3 separate regions of the Mus musculus genome follow, and regions 1 and 3 are each linked to region 2. The links are chromatin contacts, called in public promoter capture Hi-C maps. All regions are on one chromosome and are shown on one strand. Each heading gives the region's core, a stretch centred on a gene start, on an enhancer-like site or on the middle of the called end of the contact. The rest is flanking DNA. Distances are from core to core; before and after follow the strand shown.

Region 1 (3,332 bases), core at 664-3,163, 970 kb before region 2:
AGCGAGTCCTTCATAATCTCCCACCCTGACAGGCCAAATGGCCTCGTGCTAGGAGCTGATTGTCACTCCCTCCTCCCTGGTCCCTTCCTGGCACCTGTGGCTGTAATAGCTGAATTATAGTCCCCTCTTCCCTATCTCTTCCTGACTCTCATGACTTCTAAGGACATGAGTTATGCCTAAACCCAGCCTCACACCCCAAGGCTGATAAGGAGGATCTATGTTCTGGAGATAAGACGCAGAGTGCCCGCCGCCTGGAGCCTGACTTCGGCCCTCATGTCAGCAGATGCCCACCTCTTTGTTCTTTGTTAAATTTCCCTTCGACCCTTCCCTATTCCCCTCGATGTATGCTTTAAAACCAGGCACCTCAGTCTAATAGACGGAGACCTTGATAGGTAAAAATCTACTTGGTCATCTGCTTCTCTTTTTTCTTCCAATCCCATTTCCTTACAGGTTTGCTGTCTCCCTTGCACCCACGAATAACTGAATCCCGCGGGATGGGATAATTTGCCAGTAAATGGATAGAGATATCATCCTGAGTGAGGTAATTGAGTCCCCGAAAGATGAAGGTAGTATGTAACCACTTAGGTATGGATATTAGCCTTAAAGTAAAGAATAACCATGCTACAATCCACAGACCCAAAGAAATAAGATGAGGATAAGGTGTGATTTTCCTCATGTTCTGAGTAACAAAGCCTCTGTACACACTCTTACCTACAGGTTCTTACCCCCTTAGGAGCTGTGATGAAGTGTATTTTCCATGTGAATGGACTTAATCTGATTTGCAAAACAAGTGACATATATCTTTATACATCTGAATTTCTTATTACAAATATATATATTATATATATTCACATCAAAATACGGTAACAGTTATGCTTGGTGACGCACACCGGTATCTGCAACTAAGAAGATTGAGACAGGAGGTTCACAATTGCAAGGACAACCTGGGCAGCCTATTACATGCCTTTAAAGATTTAAAAAGGCTAAAGATGTGACTCTAAAGTAGAGTATTGCCCAGCATACACCATGCTCTAAGTGCAGTCTCCTAGAATGTCAGCACCAAAAATGAATGAATGAGAGAGAGAGAGAAAGAAAGGGGAAAAAAGAAAATTTGCTTAACACATTGGACCTCATTCATGCACAAGAGACATTTTTAAAAGCAATAAGTATCCCATGATTTGCTTTCTCTGTAGTAAATAATTCTGAAATCACACCAGTACTTGAAAAAAAACTGTGTGAAGTAAGTGTTTAGACTTAATTTTCACGATGTGTATTATTTCTATTCATAAGCATATACAATGTAAGATGTTAAAAAATACACATGTTAATAATTTGCCCTATATAGTAATCAAACATAATTTTTTCTAATGAGAGATTTTGTCTTGGACATACAGAAATATGTTAGAATTACATTTATGCTAAAAGATTATGAGTCCCGCCCTGCTCCCCCACTGAACCCTTTGATGTCATCTTTCAGATGACGCTTCATGACTTCATTATGTTTCCACTGGTTAGTCTCTCTTTACCTTGGGACCTTGAGAAGTCTCAGTTCACTGAGTGTAAACACCCCACAGGTGTTTGAGAGGACTTCACACTTTTCTTAATTGTGTGTTTTCCTGCCAACAATCAGGATTACTAGGTGCCAGGTTCCTGAGCCCTTGGAGACTCACAGTGACTCTGTGAAGGGGACATAATCTAGGGCTATGTAGGTGCAAAGCAGATTGTACTCCAGGGAACTGAGGAAGTGTTTGGATACTGGTGGGCCTGTATCAGGACAAAACAATGCTTTATAAACTTGATCAACACTGACCAGACAGCCACATGTTTTATCAGTTTGTTGATGTGTTATTGGGATCCATGACTCTCAACTGAACAGATTTCCGGGTTTTATCCATTTTTTTATCAACGTAAATATGAGATTACTCATTGCCTTCTCTCTCTGGATTATTCTCATTGTGTTCCAGGAACAAATGTCTTGTTTCTCCTTAAGTATACCTGCTTCTCCTGGCTACTATCAAGATGGGGATTTTGTGATTGGAGGACTCTTCTCCCTTAGAGTGATGATTAGACGCTTCATAAGTAAATTTAGCTTTAAAGATGCATTCTATTTATCAGAATTTCTTTATGCGTAAGTGTTTGGCTTCTCTCATTTAAAAATATTTCTTCAGGATTTCATACATATATATAATATATGTTGATCAAACCCTCCTCTACTGCTTCCCCCCACCCCAATGTCCACTGTCTCCTGTCTCAAGTTCATGCTCTCTCTGCCTCTCTCGCTCTCTCACACTCTCTCTCTCTCAACTTTATCTATTCTGTCTCCATCTCACTTTTTAATCTACTGAGTTCATTTAGGCATGCCAGTACTGCAGGAGTATAGGACATCATCTAGAGTGTAGGCAAACGAAACTTCCTGGAAGGAAACTGACTCTCTCTTCCCCAGTAGCCACCAAATACCAAGAGCTAATCAGCCATGACTTTCTCTCTGTGTGTCTCCTTCTACTCATGCGGAATCTCTTAAATATGTAAGAAGGTGTTGAAAGCACTTTGAAGTAAAAATTTTTTCTTGGTAGATATTTAGTGTATTGTACTGAAAACATGTTATTTTTCCTATTTAAATTGACATGACACTATTTTTTAAAATTGCTATGTTTGATCAAGCACTGTGTATTTTCCTGAGGTTTATTCTACTTTCGAAGACCACAAGAAATACTAAGTTTAAATGTTTGCTTTTCTCCTCCATTTCAATTTCTCAGACACGAATTGCACAGTAAAATGTGAAAATTGTATATTCAAAAGTATGTGTTGGTGCAAACCTTTAATCCCACAACCTGAGAAGCAGAGGCAGATGAATCTCTATGAGACTGTGGTTAACCTAGTCTACATAGTGAGTTTCAGTCCAGCCTGGGCTGAATAGTGAGACACTGTCTCAAAAAAATTCAAAAGCAAAAATTGTGCTATGAATCTTCATTTTAACACTAATTCTTCTACATTTTTAATATAGAATATCCTGTTTATTTCTTGGATTATTGTGTATATTCTTTATATGACTTAGATTATTAAAAATAAAAATCCAGAGTTTAAGAGGGAGCATGAGAAGAGCTACAAGGAGAAAAGAAAGGAAGGTAACTCATGTAATTATATTTTAATTAAAAATTAATATTAAAAAGAACACAAAAATTATCTTTATAATATTTCATCATAGGCATCTTACCAAACATTATCAACATATATTGGCAATGGTTTTTGCTACAGAAAAAATCAACAAGGACCCAAATATTCTGTTCAATATGTCCCTGGGATTCTATCTCTTCAATGTTGACTATCTTGAG
Region 2 (3,205 bases), core at 574-3,073:
GAAAACGGCAAAACACATAAAATAGATAATGGTTTCCACATTTTCAGTAATCTTATTTTTCATTGTCAATGCTACAAAAGCTGCTTTTGAACCCTTCCCCTGGAAACTTGGCTTTATCTTAACATTTGACCAAATTTCTTCTTTTTTTTTTTTTAGTTTTTTTTATTAGATATTTTCTTTATATACATTTCAAATGCTATCCCAAAAGTTCCCTATACCATCCCCTGCCCTGCTCTCCCACCCACCCACTCCCGCTTCTTGGCCCTGGCATTCCCCTGTACTGGGGCATATAAAGTTTGCAATACCAAGGGGGCCTCTCTTCCCAGTGATGGCCGACTAGGCTATTTTCTGCTACATATGCAGCTAGAGGGTACTGGTTAGTTCATATTGTTGTTCCACCTATAGGGTTTAACACAGTGAGCCGGGTCTAGACTAGGCCTAGAGTGCTATGAATGGCAGCTAACATCCATTCGCCTTACTGTCTCTCTCAGATCATTCCATGGCAACAGCTATAAGTGTGCTTTGCTTCCCAAGCACTGCATCTCCTGAGGCACAAGCTTCCAGAAGAAATCAATATTTCTCGAACCATCTATGTTTGTTTGTGTCTCGGAAAGTTCACTAAGGATTTTATAGTGATCGCCATGCATGACTGTACCACAGTTTCTGCAAGGCAGGAATGAATGCCAGTGTCAGGTGAGGCCAACTCTGTTCTGTCTCATACTGAGAGACCCGAGACACAGGGAAAGAGGGGAAAGTGTGCAAGCTTCCCTGGTAAGCATGTTGTGATGCTTCTCTGTGGGTCTGGGAGAGGAAAATATTAGACAGAGTACATGCAAATGTGTCATAAAAGAATGAGATCATGACTTATTTGAGAGAAGCCGGGAGTGGTATAAAAGGTGACAGTCTCACAAGAGAAACACAAGATAGTCATAAAGAGGGTGTGTAGGAAAGGAAGCAAATCCTGACGAAAAGATAGTTATCAATCCATGCTTGTTAAAGAGAGCTGTCTCTGTACTGTTGTCCACGTTTTCTACATATTTCCCTTCCTCCCTCCACTCTCTCTGTCATACACACTCACATACACACATTCACACGCATACAAACACATTCACACACGTACACATTCAAATACACACTCACATACACACTCACACAGTCACACACATTCATATACAGACTCTCTCTCTCTCTCTCTCTCTCTCTCTCTCACACACACACACACACACACAAACTCAAGCAGATGGAGATACTGAAACTAGACAAGACCTCAGGAACTATGCTGAAGGCCTGCTTTACAGGAAGAACTACCAACTATGGCATGCAGACACAGTTGGGGGTAAATGAAAACAAATGCTAAAGAATTAACTGTTTAGAAATAATATTGGGCGGCTTTGGCTTCCACACATCCATTTGGAGGCTTAACATGTATTTTCACATCTTTATAGGAAAGGATTTGCAGCATTGAAGGGTTGCATCTGACCCCTGTATCTCACTGAACTATCCTTGCTTTTCTGTGTCCCACATTCACACAAAACCCAGCAACAATCAAAAAAGGTCAAATGTACTTCATTGCACAGAATATGAGACTATGTGTCCCCAATACAAGCTATTGGGTCACATAAGCCTTCCCCAAATCCTGAAATTCCTCCATTGCTTAAATCACAGTTCCATATTCATTTCCTGGCCCTGTTTAGGAAGAGGTCACAGCCCTCATTTCTTCATTCCTTCCCAGTATACTTCCTCTTCATGATTACTTTCTCCCTGCCTCGTTAAGAGAGAAGCAGTGGCCAGGGACCATGGCCTGGGGAAGGAAGTAGAGTGTGCAAGAATCAACCACAGACTCTCCTAAACAGTGCCTCAGCACTCTTCTCAGGCTCAGTGCTGCTGACTCCAACCCGACTTGCCTGCGTCTTGCTGACCCACGCTCCCCTTCTCTTACCTCCCAGGGCTATCTTGCCTGTTCCCTGACTTCATTAGGAAACAATGCTGAGCACCATATGGGTGTGTGTTCCCTGAAAGCTTACATAGCAAGCTGTTGTACCATCCATGTACATAACAGGCAAACAGATAGAGTAGAGGCTCCGGTCAGAAGCATTTTCATTGAGCAACCCATGACTCTATATCCATTTGCTGCCTAGTGTAGAGAGTAAGTCTGAGGCCAGCTTAGTTTTGATGTTTTAGATAGCAGGTTGTCTATTCTTTAAATAAACAGGTGTTTTCTTCCAGAATTGTCCAATTATACTCAAAGGATATCCAAATTTTATGTGTATATGTTCATTATTTCCTAAAATAAGGTTTCTTTTCAAATCACATATTTAATGTATTTTTCCACACTGAGAAAAGTTCTGTTTTAGTACACATTTAAATTCTTGTTCTATCCCATTCATTGTAGCTTATACTTGTGGAAGGGTTTATTTCTTAAGCTATATTATTACTCTGTGCCCCATAGTTCTTTCTGTCCTCATCAGTAGTGTGACTGAAGGTCTCAGGTTTGCCCCTCTTTACAAACTGTTTTTCCTGTTCTGCCAATTGTCTGCTGTGTCTCCTGTAATAAATAGTTTGGCTTTGCTATCATGGTTCTAACATTCAGGGTTTTCTAACTTCACAAAGCTTGCACCCCAGCTCTCGCCACTATGTCACCATACCTTCCGTATTTTTTTTCCTATCTCGTCAAAGGTGACATCATCTGGAAACCTATTTAGGATGGCAAAACATCTAAATAAAATGCTCTGCCTCTCCTCACTCTCGGGAGTTGATTTTTGCCAAGATTCCTTTGTTTCCACATCTATGGCTCACACATACAATGCTGATTCTTATTCCTCACTGAGATACTGTGTGTGAGTGTGCATATATGTGCATACGTGTGTCTATGTGCATTCCTGTGCATGTGTGTGTGCATGCTTACTTCATCACATTTACAAATGAAGGACCTTCTAACGGACACCAACTTGAAACTCTAGCTTCCAGGAGTCCTTTTGCTGTGTCACAGTAACAGTTAAGGAGAGTCTGATGCACACTTTTTTACAACTTACGGGATAGTTGGATATTTACAACTCATTTTTATTCTCCACTGAAGATGCGGTTACATTCAGTTCGTTCCATACCCTAATCAGTTGTTGATATCAGCCTCAGAGAGATTTTAAAGTGATTGCTTTCAAGGAAGAGGAAACAAAATTGGGGTTTTCCAAGCTTACTAGGTTTTTTT
Region 3 (3,108 bases), core at 42-2,541, 980 kb before region 2:
AACTAAACTAAACTAAACTAAACTAAACTAAACTAACTAAAACTCATGAAACTGAGAAAGGAAGCAGGTGGGGTTAGTAGTGAAGGGAGGTACATAAGAGAGGGTGTGAGAGAAAGAGTAATGGAAAACATTATATACACATATGAAACTGTTAAACAACAAAGTCGGTCAAGAATAATTAAATATAGCATGCACAAAACTTTATTAAAACAAAACCAAAAAGCCTCTTTATAGGAAAAGTGATGCACCAAGCAAGAATCTACTGCTAGTGTTTGCCATGGAGAGACAGAGTGAATCTGATCATCAGAACCCACCGACACATCTGGTGATGAAACAGCCACTGAGAAACAGGATGGAGGCCCCGGCTATCGTCCAGGAGAGCACTTGGGAGTTTTTGAAGCATCCTCTCTCTGTAGGAAGAAGGATAAAATACACAGTGGATCTTCCCAAAGCAATATACGAACGAGATTTGAGTTGACTTTATCTTTACTCCTTCCTGTTTTCATTTCATATCTACCAGTCCCCAGGCTTGCCCATGCATCCGTGCCCTCTGGAGACTGTTGGTCCTCACCCAGAAAGCTAACAATCCAGGCGAGCCGTGTGGAAGCCTCTGCTTCCGGCCGATGTTAGCCTGGAAACCACACCTTAAGAAGTCTGAGCTTTTCATTTCTACTCTCCCCATTTAAAATGCTTCTGCACTTTAAGGACTGCCCTCCGTGCTTCCTCCCTTTCTTCTCTTCTCATCTTACCTCACTTTCTCCCTTTGCCTTTCTAGTCTTTCTCCTGCTGGGCTCTTCTCAGCATTTCATTTTTAAGCTTTTTGTAAATTAGACCAAACAGTTGGCAGCCATGCAGTAAGTACTTTCTTATGCCAGATATACATTTTACAGACAATTCGAGTAAATTCCACAGAAGTGAAGGACTTGCTCAAAGACATTCAGAGTATCACAGAAGGTAGAAACAGTCAGCAGGCAAGCTCCTCCCACCTCCCTTGGCCCCTTCTCCCAGACTCCTCAGCAAGAGCTCTGACCTTTCCTCTCTTTTGTTTTGTTTCCACCTCAGTAAGTGCTTTTCTATCACCCTAGCCCTTGGCAAACTTCTAAGAGAGTCAAGGAGGATGCCTAGATTGTACCTGTGTGGTGGGATGCAGGCGATTTGGTTGAATTCATTCTTCCTTTTTCCTGCCTTTCTTCCTTTTCCTTCTCTTCTCAGTTTAGAAAGAGCCCCTGGAAAGTGAGTCTTGAATGGTGAATCCTTGGCCCTCTTTTTAAAAGTTCAAGACTAACAGACCGGATAGCACAGTATGTCAACGTGCTTTATAGATGTGCAATTAAGTCAGAATTTCCTCTCTTGCACAAGGACAAGGAGTTTAGTGGACACCACGCCAATTCTCACTCCAGACCACAAAAGAGGAAATGATGAAGTATATGCTAAGCATCAAGAGAAATGGCAGAGAGGCCTGAAAAATATATCTGTGTTATTTTAGTTGGTAAATGCCTTACTTTTCTCAAAGTCTAACTTGGTCCCGATTTTCCTTTGGCACTATGTGCCTCAGTACCACATTCTGAATTCTTGTTGTTTTTTGTTTGTTTGTTGTTTCTATCAAGTATACATTTGTTCACAGACAGGAGGCTGAGAGCCTCTAAATTATCTCTGCCCACACCACACAGCTGGGAACATAATGTGCATATTTACAAGTTGGCAATGAAAGTTTTCTTTAGGTCCTTTCTGTTCCTCTTCCTTTACCAGCTCTTAGGTGCTCACTGTGTGGAATCTGACCCCTTTACCAAGATGCTATCCACTGGACTGTTTTATAGATCAGCCACACATGCCTTTGTGAGTCAGTTCAGTTTCTTAAACTGACACACAATGTCTAAGGACTCATTAGGTACTTTAATTCTATTTTTTATTTATTTGGAAATTTTAGAGGAGGAACAGATTTGAGTGTCAGCAGAAGCAATTTCAGTTAGACAGAACTCAGTGTTTGTCTGGAATGTGAGCTTGATATAGGATGTCTTTCCTTAACTTCCTACAAGTTTTCTAAAGACTCTTTAATGTCTGTAAAAGTCACACTAGTATCAGCTGTCTTGAGGTTATGAGTGTCAGGAGATAGAAGTGCTACACATATGACTTGGTAATCCCCGTGTTTGATGAGCCAGATTTCCTATGTGCTACACAATATTTTTTTTGCCTCAAGGAAACTTTCTATTATTTCCACAGATTGGAAATTTCCCTCAGAACTTTTTATTTTACAGACACGTGGATTTTTTTCAAGTATCTTGAAGCATATTTTAAAATTGATATGGCTTGGTTGAGTTGTCACTGAAATTTCATATGTAAGGCTTTGCTCCCCAGAGAAGAGGCTTTGTGGATGTATAGAGATGAGCTCTTGTGAAATGGCCATAGCTTCAGTGGCTTTGAAAGAGTCTGAACTATTTCAGTCTTCAATGGTTTCTTGACTTCTATCATGGTGTGCCATCATTTCCAAGATCCAAACCATGGGGTTACCAAATCCTTGACCTGATACTCCAGACAAACATGCCAAAAGAAAACTTTATTTCTGTATCATTGGTCTTTTGTGTCTCAAGATTCTTTTTGTAGGCTAGACTAACTTTTGAAACCCATAAGCAATGTAGGTTTTGCTATCCTCTAGGTCTTTTTCCTAAGTTTTTTCCTTCAAAGTCTAAAAGTTTTCACTGTAGAGTTTTATGTTTGTTTCCTTGGTTGGGTTTATTTCTGTTTTTAAAATTATATATTTTCTTTATTTACCATCTAAATGTTGTCCCCTTTCCTGGTTTTCCCTCTGAAAACTCCATTCCCTCACTACTCCCCCTGCTCACTAACCTACCCACCCCTGCTTTCTGGTCCAGGAATTCCCCTACACTGGGGCATTAAGCCTTTTTAGGACCAAGGGACTCTCCTCCCATTGATGAACAACAAGGCCATCCTCTGCTACATATGTGGCAGGAGCCATGGGTCCCTCCATGTGTAATCTTTGGTTGGTGGTTTAGTCCCTGGGAGCTCTGGGGATACTGGTTGGTTCATATTGTTGTTTCTCCTATGGGGCTGCAAACCTCTTCAGCTCCTTAGGTCATTTCTAATAAAAAA

Evidence for each region. Promoter capture Hi-C pulls out the DNA fragments that hold promoters and counts their contacts.
Region 1: a contact with region 2 is called in a promoter capture Hi-C map of neutrophils, with 4 times the contacts expected there. The contact joins the promoter of Vmn2r19 here to the enhancer-like site in region 2. A contact is called at or near these places in 10 of 39 promoter capture datasets (the 3T3-L1 cell line, the HPC-7 cell line, HPC-7-derived erythroid cells and 6 more).
Region 3: a promoter capture Hi-C map of the HPC-7 cell line shows a contact between it and region 2, with 9 times the contacts expected there. The contact joins the promoter of Clec4e here to the enhancer-like site in region 2. A contact is called at or near these places in 10 of 39 promoter capture datasets (the 3T3-L1 cell line, the HPC-7 cell line, HPC-7-derived erythroid cells and 6 more).

What each region holds. Positions count from the first base shown.
Region 1 is chr6:123,306,420-123,309,751 of GRCm38.p6, forward strand. Vmn2r19 (vomeronasal 2, receptor 19) reads left to right here and starts at 1,914. Exons shown (of 6, transcript NM_001104632.1): 1 at 1,914-2,128; 2 at 3,206-3,332. The coding sequence starts at 1,914.
Region 2 is chr6:124,271,613-124,274,817 of GRCm38.p6, forward strand. No RefSeq gene overlaps it. Among named protein-coding and RNA genes, the nearest start is that of Gm25311, 31 kb to the right of the region's middle. Within about 2 kb of position 1,824, at least 53 of the 459 cell types and tissues checked have an H3K27ac peak or open chromatin away from gene starts, as enhancers often do. A contact at or near this core is called in the HPC-7 cell line, hematopoietic stem and progenitor cells, neutrophils and 1 more, where this site is marked.
Region 3 is chr6:123,288,580-123,291,687 of GRCm38.p6, forward strand. Clec4e (C-type lectin domain family 4, member e) reads right to left here and starts at 1,292. Exons shown (of 6, transcript NM_019948.2): 1 at 1,133-1,292; 2 at 315-410. The coding sequence starts at 1,169.